Linked DNA regions of Mus musculus: region 1 is linked to region 2. The links are chromatin contacts, called in public HiCAR-type maps. All regions are on one chromosome and are shown on one strand. The core of a region is the stretch at or near the end of the contact, and the rest is flanking DNA. Distances in the headings are between cores, read along the strand shown.

Region 1 (4,017 bases), core at 563-3,062, 180 kb before region 2:
GATATATAAGGAAATAACATAATTATTAAGACTCTTTGGCAGGTAAGTTTTAATCACGTTATATAAATTAACCTGTATCGTACTACAATAACCCACCGAGGTTATATTATTATCTCCATTTTACGAGTGAAGAACCTTGGGCACAGAGAAGTAAGAATCTTAAAGAATAAGCTGTGGAAGTCATGATACTAGTCAACTAAAATCAACTCTTGACATAGATCTTCCTGCCTCCATTCCGCCTGCTCCCCGCCCCCACCCCTGCAAAATCACACTAAGTAGACTATAGAAAGTAAAATTGCTATTCAAAAGTAATAGGACCATCAGGCATGAGATTAAACCTTATTTTTTGGGCAACATAAAATTAAAATATGTGCTAATTAAAACAGAAATAAAAATGAGCAACACCAACAACAAAAGCTTGGAAAGAAAATTCTTATACAATGACTAGAGTAAATCTAAAGGCTTTTTAAGTATCCAATTTCACACAAATCTTCTAAATGGAGGGCAGCATTCTTTAGTGTGCCAACCAAGTCATGCTTATCTATAATTAGAAATTACTCTTATCTAGCCATTAGAACAATCCCTCTCCTAAGCAACGCTTGGTTCATCTGTTTTCAAGTAATGAAACTTTTTAAGTGGGAGAGACACTCCTATATTTCTTTTTTTTTCTCAAATTTTTATTAGATATTTTCTTCATTTACATTTCAAATGCTATCCCGAAAGTCCCCTATACCCTCCCCGTGCCCTGCTCCCCTACCCACCCACTCCCACTTCTTGGCCCTGGCGTTCCCCTGTGCTGGGGCATATAAAGTTTGCAATACCAAGGGGCCTCTCCTCCCAGAGATGGCCGACTAGGCCATCTTGTGATACATATGCAGCTAGAGACACGAGCTCTGGGGGTACTGGTTAGTTCATATTGTTGTTCCACCTATATGGTTGCAGACCCCTTCAGCTCCTTGGGTACTTTCTCTAGCTCCTCCATTGGGGGCCCTGTGATCCATCCAATAGATGACAATGAGCATCCACTTCTGTATTTGCCATACACTGGCATAGCCTCATAAGAGGCAGCTAATTGGTCCAAATTAACAGGACAGCAGCTAAGATTCTCCCAATGAAAGCCTTGAGGCAGCTTCCTGCTGCTTGCCTCCTCCCACTCCTGACACAAGTCTCTCTCTATCGGGTTTCTCTCCTATGTGCCCTTAGCCAGTCTTCCAGACCAACCACACTTCCCTTTGGCAGGTTCTGCCTTATAAGTCTAACTTTATCCCATTGCAAAGTCCCTGTGGGGTTCTTTCTCCCGTTCAGCATCTGAGCGAGCACACCCATCCCCACAGCTACTCTGAATTCTGTGGACTGAGACTCAGCTTCCAGTGTGGCCCCCAAACTAGCCTGTCCCCTGAAATCCGCATTACTACCTCCCCAAAGGATCACAGATCCAAATCCCTCATATTTCACCAAAAGCCCTATTAACCTTCTCCATTCTTTATATAGTCGGTTCTCAGACACCCCCACCCCCACCCCCAAATACCATATACCTTGAGCAATCTAAGATTCCTTTCCTTCTATTCAGATTACACTCAGATTGGTCATTTCTACACACTTTGGAATTGCTCTTGAGTCTGGCACTATCTTGCTGTGTTCCCCCTGGCAGCCAAAACCTGTTTCACCAAAACTAGATCCAGAGTTAATCATTCGACAGCAAGTATTTTTGGAGAAGCAATTCCAGGAGAGAAATGCCAGGGCTGTGGAAGCATGGCAGAGCTAGGAGGGAAGCCAGGACTAGTGTGTAAATGATTGAATAACTCTTGTGCGCAGTGGAACTCAATCCCTTAGGGTCATTCAGACCATACCAAGCAAAGACTCAACCATGGATCACTCCCTCCTAGAGGGCTGCTCCCCAGGTGTCAACTCCTGGTGTCTCAGACCTGCCTTAATGTATAGTTCTTTGTCCCTGTAGTTGAGGTAACATTTAGCTGTCACCTTCTGAAAGAACAGTGACTGCCAAGGGAATATTCCGAGTATCTGCCACAAAATCCTCCTAAGGCTCACACAGGCTTTAGGTAAGGGTGAATGCCTCTGTGGTACCCTGCTTTCATCACAATAATTGGTTAGAATTTCTGATCTAATATTTCTGTTCTCTGGTGCTTCCCATCTACCAAAATGCCTTAATGCCAAATAGTACTGTTTGGAATTTACTGTCGTTATTTCCCAGAGTCGTCACCCACCACCCAACCCCATCTATGTCTAGCTGGAGTGCGCCATCATTTTGACACATGATAGAGCACTCTCATATTGCCCTGTCTCAAAGCCCCTCTTCATTCTCAGCACCCGGTGGGACACGCCCACCTTTCCCATTCTTTCTCTCTCCCTTATCAAACACTGTAGTACTCACTGTCTATATGACCAAGCCACCAGAGTGTGACCCTTGACAGGTCACCACCTGCTTGCTGGATCTCCAGCAACAAGCCCAAAGCCGAGAAGAGCAAAAAACTAAAAACCCTCAAATAATTTCTGTACTGTCTACATGTCGAGAGTGTCTTACTTTGCTTTCTACCACTCTGATCAACACTGTGACCAAAAGCAACTCAGGGAGGAAAGCGTTTATTTCATCTTTCATCGTGAAGGGAAGTCATAGCAGGAAATCTGGAGTCCAGAGCTGATGGAGAGACCACAGAGAAACATCTAGCTGACTCGTATACTCCTTATGGTTTGCGCAGTTTGTTTTTTACATAGCCCAGTGCTAGCTGTCCAGGAGTGGGTGGCACCACCCACACTGGGCTGGGCCTTCCCATATCAATCATTGATCAAGAAAACATCTTTTTCCCCACAGGTCAATCTGATGGAGGAGGCATTTTCTCAACTGTGGTTTTATCTTGTAGGGTAATTCTGCCTTGGGTCAAGTTGACAGGAAAACAACAAAAGCCAAAACAAACCCAAAACACCTAATCAAAACATCGTAAGAGACAAATAATACAAGTCTGTAGTTAATCTGGTAAACAAAGATAAACCAAAAAGAAACATTTGGAGAAAAATTTTTAAATTTTCCCTCTAATACATTGACTTTTGCACTTGCCACTTGGAATTCTCCACCCCCACCCAAGCAACAGACTGGGCACAAATCCATTTGGTTCACCCTGCTTCAGCTTCTCCAGTTATATGCCTTTTGATTGGCACCCATTCCATTGCAGAGACTCTAACACGTAAAGACCCTGTCAGGAAGCCCTGAGAATAAACGTTGGGCATTAAGTACTCAAAGATATTTCATGACTACATTTTTGCTTCTCAAATTGAGGGTCCTTGTGTGCAAGACACAGAGCTGCCTTCACAGTGAACCCTACCAGACAACCTTACAAAGAAGGAGGATATTACCCCCTCTGCCTCCAGGCTTACTTACAGGTTCTGCAAGGTCACCAACTTCTGTCCCCACACAGGCAACTTCTGTCAAATTCAGTGCTGATAGACAGAAAGTCAATGTAACAAGGGACAGGTAGGAAAGCCCTGTTTTGCCTGGACTCATTTCAAGCCACACATTTCCGTGCAAATTATCCATCCCTGAATAATTATTAAATTCACATTCTGGAGATTATTTTTTGAGACAAGAGAGCAAGAAAAAAGGAAAGAGGGGTAAGAAACATTATTTCCTGAAGACCAAGTGTTTTATCCAAAATTGACTCTACTTATATTATGCAAAAAAAGAAAAAAATGAAATGAAATGTGGTACATTTTGATCTGAGAGCTTGTGGCACAACTGGTACCAAGCAACTGCTGAGATATTCCCATTCTTTGATCATTGCCATTGATGAAAACTGAGTTCACACTCTGTTTTTGTCTGCCTCATCCCAGTACAAAGGAAGAACAACCACACCAAGCCTTGCTTGTTGAATGTCTTAACATTGAACTTTGCCCCTCATTGTCTGTGCTTTGGGGTTCTGTCTTCCCAAAGCAGTAACAGTTAACTCAACAAATAATCTTTTCCTCTAAGATGACAGGAACCCACAAACGCTCTGACAAGGCAGT
Region 2 (4,153 bases), core at 466-2,965:
AGGTTGGCTACCTTTCTGAGAATCACTCCAAGGTCTTTATCACCTCCTTATATAACATCTAAAAGGGTGATCTAGATCTGTCTCATTTAGAATTTCTACTTGTCAACTGAAGTACTTAGAAATGTAACAGGACGTGACAAAGAGGAAAACTTAAGCAAAACCTTTAAACTTTATACCTGGAACTGGGGAGATGGCTTAGTGGGTAAAAGTTTTTGCCACATGATCTTCAAAGACCTGAGTTTGGATTCCCCAAACTCACGAAAAAGCAGTGCAAGGGTCTGTGATCTTCTTAGTGCTCCTCTGAGGAAGTGACAGCTAGAGACCGTCACTCTCTCTCTGAAAATTCCTGGAAACTCATGTTGTAGATAAACAACCAAGACACCTGTCCCCTGTCTCCAACAAGGGGAAGGACCAACACCTAAGGTTGTCCCCGACTTTCACACTCATGCTGAGGTATATGTGCACTGGCAGTCTCTGGCACAAGTGTATGTGTGTGCACACGTGCTGTATAAATAGCAACAACAACAATAATAATAACGAAAGACCTTAGCTATCGCTGCACTCGCCTGTCAAATGAACTCTCTGACTGGGCTGTGAAGAACCAGACTGCATTCTAATTAAGATAACCATATCAGTTACAAATTATACTATCATCCTGGTTAGCAGTTATTTGGAAGGATTTGTTCTTCCTTGGGGTTTGCACATTGCTACCTTTATTCAGCCTGCCTTATAGTTCACACGTGCTATAAGAGGACAGATGAAAACACAGCCTGCTTTTTTCATGAGGAAGGAGGGTCAGATACAGATAGCAGCAACACTGCAATGCACACAGGTACACTTTTCACCACCAGTGGGTAGACATGTGGCTTATGGAAGACCAACAGTCTAGATTTAAATCCTGGCTCTTGTAAACTACCATTTTGAACAAGTTTTAGGACCCTCTCCAAGCCTCAGTTTCCCTTTCTGGAAACCTGCATGACGAATTCTAACACCCATTCCCAAGGGTTGCTACCAAGAGTCACAAAGATATAATGAAATTAAATCCTTTAAAAAATAATAATAAGAAGAAGAAACTTAAACAAATGCTAGCTACTAGTATCATCAGAAAGCATCGTTTTTATTTTTGCTGCTAGTGTTCCACTCACTGCTACCATTACCACCCTGCTCCTATCAACAGAATTTTGCCCCATACCTTATGGAGAAAGTAGATCCCATGCTGTTTGAAGCTGTCCAGTCCAAATCAAAGAATTCATCCAGGCAGGGAGGTGAGGAGGCCCCCAGCTCCTCAGTCAGATGTCAGAAGAGAGGACTCCAGAGAAAGGAGTTGCTACAGAGGGAAGTAAGCCCAGCCTGGCCAAAGCAGATAAGTAAGTTTGTTCTAAATGGCTTCCTGGCCGAGGAGGGCCACATGCTCGCAGTCATATGGTGACCTGGAGAGTGTGTTAGAGATGCTTAACTCACTCTGAAGGAAAAGCTGCAGCATTTGCACAGTCACAAGAATCCTGTGCCTTCTTCTAATGCTATTTGGAATTGTGAAATAAATTTAGTCCTGTGCAGAAGAAGAAGAAAAAAATGTTGGATGCAATGGGAACTCTGAAAAGAGTTTTATTTAGCTCCTGAAAGATACATATTTCTTCCCCTGATCATGTGGTAACAATGTGAGCACTGAATGTGCTTGCTCACCACAGCTCCTTGTCCCTCAGGGGTGGGGAGAACAGCCTGGCTCAGGTTACTCTCAATGTCACGTTTAGCTGCTGATTAACTTCAGAATCTGTGAGCCCCGTTACTCCGGGACTCCAAGTGGACCGGTCCCTTCTTACTCCATGTCCCTAATTTTACCAAGGGACAGCATAAGACTCAAGTGACTTTCTTTTAAACACGTCTAGTTGGCAAAGGAGAGGAGCTCAAACCTCACTGATGGAGAGAAGATCCAGGGGAGGGGAGAGACACGGCAGCTTGAGCTTGAAATAACCTGCTGTGGGGAATCAAATGACGTGGGCAGCTTTTAAGATTTCAACAAGAAAGATGCCTAAGTAAAATACTTTTGGAAGTGAAGCTTTCCTGCTGTTATATATAGTGCCTGATAAATTAACTCTGTCGGATTTCTTATCTCTGCACCTCTTGCTACTAGAGGTTAAATATTGTGTGTGTGTGTGTGTGTGTGGTGTATACACACACACACACACACACACACACATATATATACACATGTTTAAAAGCAAAATCCAGCTGCAGTATTTTTACCTTAGCAAATTTTTATTTATAATCAAGACCACCCATTTTAGAAGTGAGACCTAGTCGTTTTGGCTTAGTGATTAAAACAAAGTGGAGGAGCACCCTCATAGAGCAGGGGGAGGGGGAGGGGATGGGGGTTTGTGGAGGGGAAACCGCAAAAGGGGGTAACATATGAAATGTAAATGATTCAGGGATTGTGACAGCGCATTTTGTAAGGTAGAATCTTACCTACTGCACTCCTCTTCCAAGCATAAATAGGGACTTTGGGACCCACTACCGACCTATGCTCCTGGAGGACTTTGCTCGATGACGACTGTGGTTTCCAAGGTCATCAGACTTCATAGAATTTTTCCCGAAAGGCATCTGCGGAAAAGGAACTTCGGGCTGGAATTTATTCTGTTTAGCATTTCTCCTGTTCCGTGCCAAAGGCTTTGCCAGTGGGAAAACTCGTAAAGGGCAATGTAAACACATCCGTGTTTGCCTTCTGAAACAGAAGTTAAACACTTGTGATATTGCCCATGCTAACCAATAAACCAAGCTGTTCTCACTGAAGAAAGTATCCTGAAAACCTGGGAAACAGACTGGGAGTAGGCCAGGCAACTCCAGGGTTTCTACATATAAGGGGGATGGAGAGAGAATCTATCTCCAAAAAGGAATAGGGATTTGCCATTTATTTTCTTTTTATTGTATGTATACAAAATGGTTTTTTGACTCATATATACATAGTAAAATGATTGCTACAACCAAGTAAATTGATATACCCCTCCATCTCACAACAGTGTGCCTGTGTGTGTGTGTGTGTGTGTGTGTGTGTGTGTGTGTGTGTGTATGTGTGTGTGTGTTGGTAAAAATACATAAAATCTCTCTTGGCAAATTTCTGATATAAAGTAAGGCTATTAACTCTAGTCTTTATGCTGCACACTGGCTACATTTTCTTCCTCCACAAGACTCAAAGTTGTACTCTTCGGTCCCTTGTCTTTCCATTTTCCCCATTTTCCTACTGTTTTTATATATTCAGAATTTGAGTTTCTTTGATTATTGCCTATGATGAGTGATGCTGTGGTGGCCATGAAGGCATCAGTCTCATGGGCAGCGACTGATTGCATGTATGACTTGATAGAGAGGCTGCTGGCTCATGTAGTTTGAATGGTCATTTCTTTATGAACAATCAGCCTACCCATCAATAGCATACAAGGATTCACTCTTCTCTGTATCCTTGCCCACATTTGCTACCACTTACCTGGTTTTATGTGGTAGCCATTCTAGCAACTCATATGTAGTGATCTGCAGGCCCCTGATAGTTTCTGATGTTGGCTATATTTTTTTTCTATACCTTTTCTAAGGGAATTTCCATGCAGCTGTATCTTCAAGCATTCGCTCAAACAGCATGTTGGTTGGCAACCTCTTAGATTTCATCAGGAAAGCATCAGCTCCAGCCTAGTGGAACTGAAATGGTTAAAGCTTCCAGCTCCAACCGCTCCTGCCCCCTCCACTGCAGGGAGAAAGTGCCTCACACAGGGTCAAACCTTGGGAATAGGTAAAAAGCTGATGCCTGAGAGTTCTTTGCCTTCTATAAGAGTTCCTTGTCTTCCTAAGGTATTTCATCCCTGGGAGCTTCTAAGCACACAGCTAAGCTCGGGGGTTGGGGGGGGGGGGGTCCCTGCTGCAATTCAAGTAAACCATTCTACACTCACCGCTGGTATCTTTGGGTTTTGGTTCTGTTTGTTGTTTTTTTTTTTAAACCTTGTCTCTATATCTTAAGCTGGATTCATAAAATTAAAAATGGCAAACTGCTTTTTTAAAGAGACAACACCATGAGTGTTACAAAGTCTGCCAGTTAGACAAGAGACTACAATGACGAAAGCACTGCCTGCTCATCTTCCAGGCTCGCTGAGATTGGTCCCCTGAGAACTTCTCA

Evidence for each region. HiCAR-type assays count read pairs that join an accessible place to other places.
Region 1: a contact with region 2 is called in a HiCAR-type map of kidney, with 2.3 times the contacts expected there. The contact joins two enhancer-like sites. A contact is called at or near these places in 2 of 39 promoter capture datasets (the 3T3-L1 cell line and embryonic stem cells) and 1 of 115 datasets of contacts at active chromatin or transcription factors (kidney).

Annotation. Positions count from the first base shown.
Region 1 is chr13:108,626,461-108,630,477 of GRCm38.p6, reverse strand. No RefSeq gene overlaps it. Among named protein-coding and RNA genes, the nearest start is that of Pde4d, 26 kb to the left of the region's middle. Within about 2 kb of position 1,812, at least 2 of the 459 cell types and tissues checked have an H3K27ac peak or open chromatin away from gene starts, as enhancers often do. A contact at or near this core is called in kidney, where this site is marked.
Region 2 is chr13:108,447,108-108,451,260 of GRCm38.p6, reverse strand. It overlaps Gm32450 (a long non-coding RNA gene), which reads right to left. Exons shown (of 6, transcript XR_873945.1): 6 at 2,364-2,598. Among named protein-coding and RNA genes, the nearest start is that of Gm32450, 12 kb to the right of the region's middle. Within about 2 kb of position 1,715, at least 47 of the 459 cell types and tissues checked have an H3K27ac peak or open chromatin away from gene starts, as enhancers often do. A contact at or near this core is called in kidney, where this site is marked.